2 separate regions of the Gossypium hirsutum genome follow, and region 1 is linked to region 2. Evidence: chromatin contacts called from public Hi-C data. All regions are on one chromosome and are shown on one strand. Each heading gives the region's core, a stretch centred on a gene start, on an enhancer-like site or on the middle of the called end of the contact. The rest is flanking DNA. Distances are from core to core; before and after follow the strand shown.

Region 1 (4,672 bases), core at 947-3,446, 470 kb after region 2:
CTGTCAAACAAAATTACACAAAAATCAAGCTTTTCAACAACTTCTTTTTCCCTTCTTGCAAGTCTCTTCACTTTACCCTCTTTTTTGCACGAAATTAAGCTCCCGTTTTAACCAAAATTAAACAAAAAATTAGGGGTTTTATCCAAAAAAGAAAAAGAAAAAGAAAAAAAGAGATGAGTATGAATCAGTTTACTCAGATCGATCAATCTGGGTTCCAATCCAGCGGTCGGCTAGTATGCCCATACAGATGCCATTGAAAGGGAAGCAAAGGGAGGACAACCACCATCATGGAAGATGACGTTGGTTCAAAAGATTAACTTAAAATTTTGTATCTTTTAAAGGGACTAAAAGAAGAAATTTTCATGTTACAAAATGTTCAAAAATTGGTTGAGAGAACATTTTGAACAATTGTATAATTAAATTTAAAAAAAAAAAGTCAAAATAGGAAGTGATATTATATTAAGAGTAAGTAAGAAGATAGTTGAAGCTTGATTCTTTTAAATAGTACATTTAATAATATAGGAGTTAATATGATTTAGTCCCGACATCACGAGTACTTTTCACATATATAATGTGGGGTAAAGTTAAAAGAAAATGAAGAGTGAAAATCTACTATTTTACCCCAACCCCTTGTTATTGCAGCAACCTTTGGTGTTTGAAAGTAAGTTCTCAGCTGCAATCATTTAAGTAGAAGGTTTTTAATCTCTATGAATTTAATGTGGAAACTCACTGAGTTGAAGGTTAGCTTCAACTGCAATGTTAGTTCAACATGCATTAAATAATAATAAAAAAATGTATAAAGTTGAAAAGATTTATTAAAATAATAAGGTGATTTTGTCTTTTTTAACCTATATTCTGCTTCCAATTCTATTAACCAAAACACTATAAAGAAGGCATGTAAATTTTGGGAATTATGTGATTTTAGAGTTGGGGTTCAATTCTAATCACTCTCCCCATTTTATAAAACAATAATAAAATCTAATGTCACTTAAATTCAAATTACTACCCACTCCCAATTCATATGTTTAGATTAACCAAATGTTTCACTTTTTTTTTTTAGTGTAACCAAATAAATAACTTCAATTTTAGTTTTTGATACCAATAGATATTTTTATCAATATTTACAAATATTTATATTTATCACACACCATTATCAAAAAAAGAAAAAAAAAAGAAAGAAAGTAAATCTAAAACTTACTGCATTTTTGTTACATTTATTCATAATTTGAATCCATATCAGAAAATGCCAGAAATATTCATTGCCTGGCTGCTCCACCTCTCCATTTCAGATTTGCAGCAAACTTTATTAACTGCAAAATTAAATTTATGAAAGAAATAATCATCTATTGATTCATTTGATTTTCTTTTCCTTATAAAATCATGTTTATATATTTACAATTAGCATCAATTTCAATTTTTTAAAAAATAACGAAAAACCTAAGAGGCGAAAGAACTAAAAAATATGGTGATATGTAACAAAAAGAAAAAGACGACTGATGAATGCTTGTTTAGCTAGCGAGAAAAAAAAAATAAGAACCAAAAAAGGAAGAAAACCCAGATTTTCTAGGAAGCCAAACAAGTTTCCCAAAAAAGCCTGTTCTTTTCCATCTCATTCATGGTTTCGCTTGAGTTTGAGTTTTCAGCTGATGAAGAGGATTTCTTTTCTTTCCCCACACCAACTCCTTTAATACGTTGATCATCCCTGCAACTTTTTTTATACAATTGAACCTCCTTTTGCTCCACCACCCCATCGTCATCGTCGTCATCATCTTCATCATTGACACCTTCAACAACATTTGCAAATTTGTTTTTTAAGCTACCACCAACCTCTCCAACACCATGAACAACATCAGGTGCAATATCACAGCTACATGACTCGGCATCATCATCATCACCATCATCATCGTGACTGATGTCAACCATGGCTGGATCGGAACTACAACCAGATTCCGAATCGCCGGTGGCCTCGAAGAGCAAGAAAGAAGACACGTCAACAACTTTACTTCTTCTTCTTCGGATACCCATTAATAACCTGTAATTACCAAACCGCAAAAAACAAAACGGAAATTCAAAAGAAAATTTTTATTGGTACTGACTTTGGGTTATTTAAGCCTTTGCTATATACATCAGAAAGTTTCATAAGTAATAATTAAAAAATAAATAAAATAGAAGGAGGGAAGGGTGGGCTACTATTGCTATTGCTACCGTGTTTGACGCATTGGAAAATTTTATTATAATGAAAAAGAAAATTTTGGTTTCTAGAAGGAGATAAATATACGCTAACGCAACGGTTGATATTGATAGAATCACAGTTCAGACCAGAGTAGGCCAGGTCCCACCCTTCTAGAAGCTTAACAATCACATAAATATCAAATCTTCTAGAACCCCACGTTCCTAATTATATTTATTATTATTATTATGGCAGTTTCTTTTTTTGTTTTATTTAAAGAATAAAATACTTTTTAAAAATTACTTTATTAGGTTAATTTTTGAGAAATTTACAAGAATAAATTGATTAATGAAAACACTTTTAGCTGGAAATATTTTCAGGTGAAATGTAAAAAAATGTTTCCAACTAGAAACGCTTTTATCGTGTTGCTAGTAAAATACTCTAAGTAGAACGCGTTTTTGCCAACTCATTTAAAAGCGCTTCCAGTTGGAAGCATTTTCCCCAATAGCAACCCCCCAATGGCTACTTTCCCCACAGCTAATTAAAATAGCCGTTGGCACTCATCACCCCCAACAACTACATTTTTCGAAACCCTATAAAACCCCCTTACTTTATTTCCACAAATTTCACTCATATATCTCTCAAAATTCACAAATCACTCTAAGAAATTTATCAAATTCTCTGTTAAATTCTTACTTCAATTTTATTTCTCTCTAAATTATATTTTTTATCAAAATTATCTTAATATTTTTGCAAATAAATTTTTATTAAAAATTAATTCTTATTTTTCAAAATTAGAAATGGATGGATCTCTAATCCATTTTGATGACAAGCACATTTTCGTTGATCAATTGCAAGTGGTAAGAATATTTTTTGATATATTTCAATGTTTAATTTTTTTTATTTCATTGTTATATTTAAATTTAATTTTTTTTCGTAAATGTGCGAAAGATCAAATTTTGGAGTGTTATATCCGTAATCTACCGACTCCTCAATCACCCTTGATTGAACTATACTTGAGGGAAGCCGATTTTTCGCACATGGCCTTTGTAGGTTGGGGGTGTAAGTTGGACCCAACACTCGTAAGTGTGTTGGTGAAAAGATGGAGACCGGAGATGCATACATTTTATCTTTCATGCGGTGAGTGTACTATCACTTTAGAGGACGTGTAGTTACAGTTGCGGTTATCGGTGGATGAGTCAGTAGTCACTGGGTCAATTCACGTGGCCGATTGGAGAGGTGCATACGATGAACTTTAGGGTTTGGTTTTGGAGACAATTTATGAGGTAGGACCAAAATGAGTTGGTTAAGAAGAAACTACGAAGGGCTAGATGAGGATTTAGTTGAAGTCAAAAGAGAACGACACGTTCGGGCGTACATCCTTCAAATTATCGGGGGTATCCTAATTCTAGATAAGTCACAAAATCTCTCCATCTAATGTCGCTGCTGAAACTTGTCAACTAAGAACTCAGTTGGGGGTCCGTTGTGTTGGCGATATAATACTGGGAAATGTGTCGAGCGATGCAATCACATAAAATTAAAATTGGTGTTTGCATTCTACTATTGCAATCATGGGTGCGGTACCAATTGCCATTTTTACTGTCCTCGAGTGGACTACCTATACACATTCTCACTCGTAACAAGGTAAAATTCATCAGATGATATGATGTCCATAATAAAATTAATTTAAATAATATTATGCTAACAAATTATTTCAATAGGTGGAACCATGGGTTGAGTTACATAGGATTATCGAATGAGCTGTGAGAAATATGACTTCTATTGGAAACGAATGTGTGAATTTATTTAAGTTTAAATTATATTGTATTAATTAAAGTAGTTGATTAGATATTTTGTAGTATATATGTATAACTAAAGTTTTGATTATTTTAATATAGTTTGAATGGACACCAAATGAGGATTCGACAATTTGAGAATGCATTACTGAGGAATTCTTTGTGAATCTGAACATCTAGCACGTGAAGGTGTCATTGGTAGTGTATGCTACTGTCGAGATGCACGAGTCGGATAGAGTGTTGCAGCAGTTTGAGTTCTGACAATCGATTCCCGTGGCACCTTAAGACGTTGATGATCTGCATCGTATCAACTTGTGAGAGTAGACGGATGAGAATTGACTGGTATTCTACGCCTAATATATCAACATGTGGAATAATAGGTACGATTTCTTACTTACTCGCGAGGCTATTATTGTTCCGAAGTTAGCTCTAGAGTACATGCCATGGTTTAGGATCCATGGTAAGCGATACTTGTACGGGGAAGAGGCAAGGGGTCGAAAATTGCATACGAGGAGGCCACAACAAGCCTCTATACATCCAAGGACTGACGAGGGGGGTCCATCATCAGTAACTACGCAAGAATCGGCACCGAAAATTGCACCACTAATTGTTGTACCACTCACTGGTCAGTATAAACCGTCTTATTCTGGTGCGTATACTAACCCTACCATTTTTAACACAAGCATCATATATTCCACCACATTTT
Region 2 (4,818 bases), core at 1,001-3,500:
CGATATCATTTTGTTCGTGATATTATTGCTCGTGGTGATATTGTTGTGAGCAAAATTAGTACTCATGAAAATCTTGCAGATATGATGACTAATTCACTTCCTATAACCAAGTTTGAGCATTGCTTAGACTTGGTTGGTGTTTATTATTGAATTTAAACCCTTAAGGGGTTTTATGGAAGAGGTGGAGAACTTGTTCGTTGAGAGTTCGCGATGAAGAACTTGTTCATTGAGAATTCGTGTCAAGGTGGAGATTGTTAGAATTCAATGACCCGAATCCTTATTTAAATAAAATACAGTGGTAAAATAAAATAAAAGAAGAATCCATATAGAATTACACTTCTTTTATTTTATTTTAGAATAGGTTTTTTAAACCTTATTAAATTCCATCTATTTGATATTGATTAGAATAAGGTATTTCAGTCTTACTAGAATATGGCTTTACAAGCCTATAAATAGACATAGTTTATTCTTCTTGTAATAATTCGAATTCGACATAGTGAATTTTCTTCTCCTCTGCCAATGGTTTTTTCCTGAAAGGGTTTCTACGTAAAAAATTGTGTATTCTTTATTTTATTTTATTTTTTATTTTAGTTTCACAATTAGTTATAACTTTATTTATAAATAAATCGGGATAATTTTGTTGACTCTAAAATAGAGTTATAACTTGAATAAAAGTCTAAGCATACTCATTATCAATAAGCCAAAATAACTAATAATTAAGTTTAAAATATTATTTTAAAAATTCTATTTTTTATTTTTTATAAGTAAAATTTTTTATTTTCATATTTATTAATGTAATAAAATAAAATTATAACTTGACTGAAAGTCTACGTATATAGATAGAGATTAATTTTATCTTTTAATTATCACTTAATTAGTGTTAAAATTATATATCAATTAAAATCTAAGTTTAAATTTATATATAACAGTAGTATAAATATTCAGAGGCCAATAGCACTGAAGATTATTTTATTTATGATGATATAATATAATATAATGTTATTTTTTAAAAGTTATTTATTCTGTGCAAAACAAATGTTCTTTTATACTTTCTTTTCTATCTTATTCTTATTATACATGAAGTTATAAATGGATGAAAGGTGGATTTTTAAAAAAATAAAAAGAGATTTAACATATAAGATTTTAATAATTATTTTTTAATCATCTTTATTAAATATATTTATTAATTTATAGTAAATATTTCATAGTTATTATTATTTTTAAATTTAAATTTAATATTATAATTTACTTTCTCTAAATTTCTATATTATTTTCAACCTCTTTTATTTACATGAAATATAAAATTTATAAATGCATTTATTCCTTAACAATAAAGGTGAGCATGGGTTGGGCCGGGCCAGGCTAGGTCTGACTAAAATTCCAAGTCCATTTGCTAGGTTCGGGCTTGGTCCAAAAAATGGGTCCAAAATTTTGTCCAAGCCCGTCCTAGATAAAAATGTTAAAACTCAGGCCTAACTCAGTCCACCCATATTATTTTTTATATAATTTTAAAATATATATAATACATCAAAAATACTAAAAACATTAAAATAAATATTTCCCAACAAATTAAAAATAAATTTTAAAAAATATGTATACTTAAATAACACTAAAATAGATACAACTTAACAAGCAAATGTCTCTAAAATAATAACAAAATTAACAAATGTCTTTAAATTAATAACAAAATTAGCAATAAAATAAATTTTATACAAATAAATAGTAGCAATATAATAGTAAAATAGTAACAAAAAAAAGAAAAAATAATAAAAAATAAAATTTTTTATCATTTAGTGAATTTAGGCCGAATCGAACAAAAAATACCTTACTTATGGCCTAATTCATTTTATAAAAGATTATTTTTTATCTAAATTCTATCACATTTCGGATAAATGTTCAGACCAAACCGGTTGGCCCGATCCATGCTCACCCCCGCTTAACAGCGCATGTGAGGAATAAAATCTAGTAAATCTAAAAAGGTAACGTAACTTCTAATCATCCCGTGGAAAGGAGAGAGAAAATCTACAGCGGAGATAAAACGCGAGGCTTGATTAATTCAGTATTCCTCACAATCAGACGGTCAGAATTGTTTTTTTAAACGAACGGCCCTTGATCAGACACATATACGGAGCACGTGAGAAAAATAAAAACTGGTTCAGCGACAGAGTTGGATTTATTTCTCTTACCTCTATCAAATACCAGCCAAACATCGTCGTCTTCTACACTCTTCTCTGGTAAGTTCATCGAAAGATCAAATCAAGATCCCTGCCAAAATGAACGACGCTGATGTATCCAAGCAGATCCAGCAGATGGTGAGATTCATCCGCCAGGAAGCGGAGGAAAAGGCTAACGAGATCTCTGTTTCCGCTGAAGAGGTACTTCAATTCTCTCTATTTTATTCACTTTTTGTTTCTTTTTGGATATTATGGTGAAAAATTGATTGTACAATGATGTGTATTTTAGGAGTTCAACATCGAGAAGCTTCAATTGGTGGAAGCGGAGAAGAAGAAGATTAGGCAGGAGTACGAGAAGAAGGAGAAGCAAGTTGAAATCCGAAAGAAAATGTAAATTCTTCAATTTACTTTACTTTTCCCTTTTTTCTGCTGTCTAAATTTCTGTTTTTACTTCAGTTTATTTATCGCACTGGATCTCTATGTTTTAGTGGATATTTGATTGAATTCAAAGTGAGGTTAACATTTCTACTTAAATATAACCAAAATATAACACTTAACTTATTGGAAATTAGTCAGATTTCAAAACGGCACTATTGTAGTTAGTAATCCAAAACTTAATGTGATTTGGGTTTTATAGAACCTTGTAGAAGATTGATTATCGTGGTGATAATTGATGTGAAAGTGAAGCGATTTTAGATTGTTTTGATGCAGAATTGGCACTCAGGAGTTATCAATTAGGAATATACCCATTCTTGTGTGAAAAATATTCAATTTATTCTAATTGTTGCAGTGAGTATTCGATGCAGCTTAATGCATCTAGGATCAAGGTCCTTCAGGCTCAAGATGGTGTGGTTAATGCAATGAAAGAATCAGCATCCAAGGACCTTCTCAATGTGAGCCATGATCACCATGTTTACAAAAGGCTTTTGAAAGATCTAATTGTTCAGGTCTGTGCATTTCTGGATCATTAACCCTTTCTTGGAAAGTTGCAACATTAGATAAAACTCTTCGGAGGTTTTGATTTGAATAACTTTTATTGCAGAGTTTAGTTAGACTGAAAGAGCCTGGAGTCCTACTCCGTTGTCGCAAAGAAGATTTGCATTTGGTGGAGTCTGTTCTGGATTCAGCAAAGGAGGAATATGCTTCTAAAGTGAATGTTCATCCACCAGAGATAATCGTTGATGATGTCCATCTTCCCCCTGGCCCTTCTCATCATCATGGTTTTTTCCATCATCATGCTGAGGCTCATGGACCTTTCTGGTATATATATATATAAATTTTTGGTATTCTGTACCAACGTTTCTCCTTATGGTTTATGAGCAGAGATGGTATTCGGTATATTATTATGTGTTTCACTGAACAAGATCAGAGATGGAATGCTAATACTTATTTCTTTTTAAAATTTTGCAGCTCTGGAGGTGTAGTCATAGCATCTCGAGATGGAAAAATTGTGTTTGAGAATACCCTGGATGCACGGTTGGATGTTGCATTCAATAAGAAACTTCCAGAGGTGGGTTTTGTTAGATTTTGAGATGCATTTAGATTATTTCAAACTTGTTTCTCTTATACTAATTTCACCTATAGTTTCTAGGTTATCCATGATTTCATAGCTTGAATGGAGAAATTGTTTCTCTAATTAACTATTAGCTTGAGTGGAAAGTTCAAGGTTTTGTAATTCTGATCATATAAGTTTAGCATAGCTTGATTTTGACCCTTAAATTAATACATTTTTCATTCTTTCCCTGTTTCTCTAATTGCAGATCCGCAAGTGGCTTTTTGGTCAGGTTGCTGCTTGAAGGCTTAAGATGGTATTGTTTTTCTCAGCAGCTTTTGTCTTCGGCCATAGAGCATAGTGATTAAGTTATTTGTTCCATGTATTTGCTTTCTCATATTGTTCTCCCCGAATAGTTTATTTGTTTGATAAAAGTCAGTGAAACTCTTGTTCGATTGGTCCGTATATCATTTTCTGGGATTGTGAAAGTACTGTTTTTAAATAATGAATAAAATTTGAAATGTTTGCTTATTCACTTTTCGGTAAGCAAGTTAGCCTTTTGTCACGGTCTCAAACATTCATATATGCCAATCTGATCCATTCCACTGAGCCTGAGCCTGAGCCTGAGCCATGTTGGATGGCAGGTGTGGGTCGGGTCTTTCCCCTAAATTCCAAAACTCTACCGGCCACAGGCTGCACTCAAAGGCTAGAAGTGCTCATGGGTCGGGTTTAACTAAAAATTTATGCTCATTTATTAGGCTCGAGTTGAGCCGGGCCTAAAAAATAGGCTTAAAATTTTGCCCAAGCCTAACCTAAATAAAAATGCTAAAATTCGGGCCAGACCCGGCCTGCTTGTATTAATTTTTATATTATTTTATATAATTTTTAAATATATATAATACATCAAAAATACTAAAAAAATTAAAATAAATATTTTTTAACAAACTGAAAATAAATTTTAAAATATATGTAGATTTAAATAGCACTAAAATAGATGTAACTTAACAAGCAAATACGTCTAAAATAATAACAAAATTAATAATAAAATAAGTTTTATACAATATCTAAACAATAACAACAAAATAGTAGCAACATAATAGTAATATAGTAGCAAAATAGGGAGAAAACAAGAAGAAAATAACATTCAAAAAT

The links. A called contact is a pair of places that touch in the nucleus more often than the background predicts.
Region 1: a Hi-C map of leaf shows a contact between it and region 2, with 2.6 times the contacts expected there. The contact joins the promoter of LOC107947889 here to the promoter of LOC107947841 in region 2. A contact is called at or near these places in 5 of 34 Hi-C or Micro-C datasets (callus and leaf).

The regions. Positions count from the first base shown.
Region 1 is chrA08:92,913,011-92,917,682 of Gossypium_hirsutum_v2.1, forward strand. LOC107947889 reads right to left here and starts at 2,197. Exons shown (of 1, transcript XM_016882395.2): 1 at 1,183-2,197. The coding sequence starts at 2,025. The coding sequence ends at 1,564.
Region 2 is chrA08:92,447,386-92,452,203 of Gossypium_hirsutum_v2.1, forward strand. LOC107947841 (V-type proton ATPase subunit E) reads left to right here and starts at 2,251. Exons shown (of 6, transcript NM_001327537.1): 1 at 2,251-2,375; 2 at 2,464-2,564; 3 at 2,965-3,121; 4 at 3,217-3,434; 5 at 3,585-3,684; 6 at 3,935-4,201. The coding sequence starts at 2,274. The coding sequence ends at 3,970.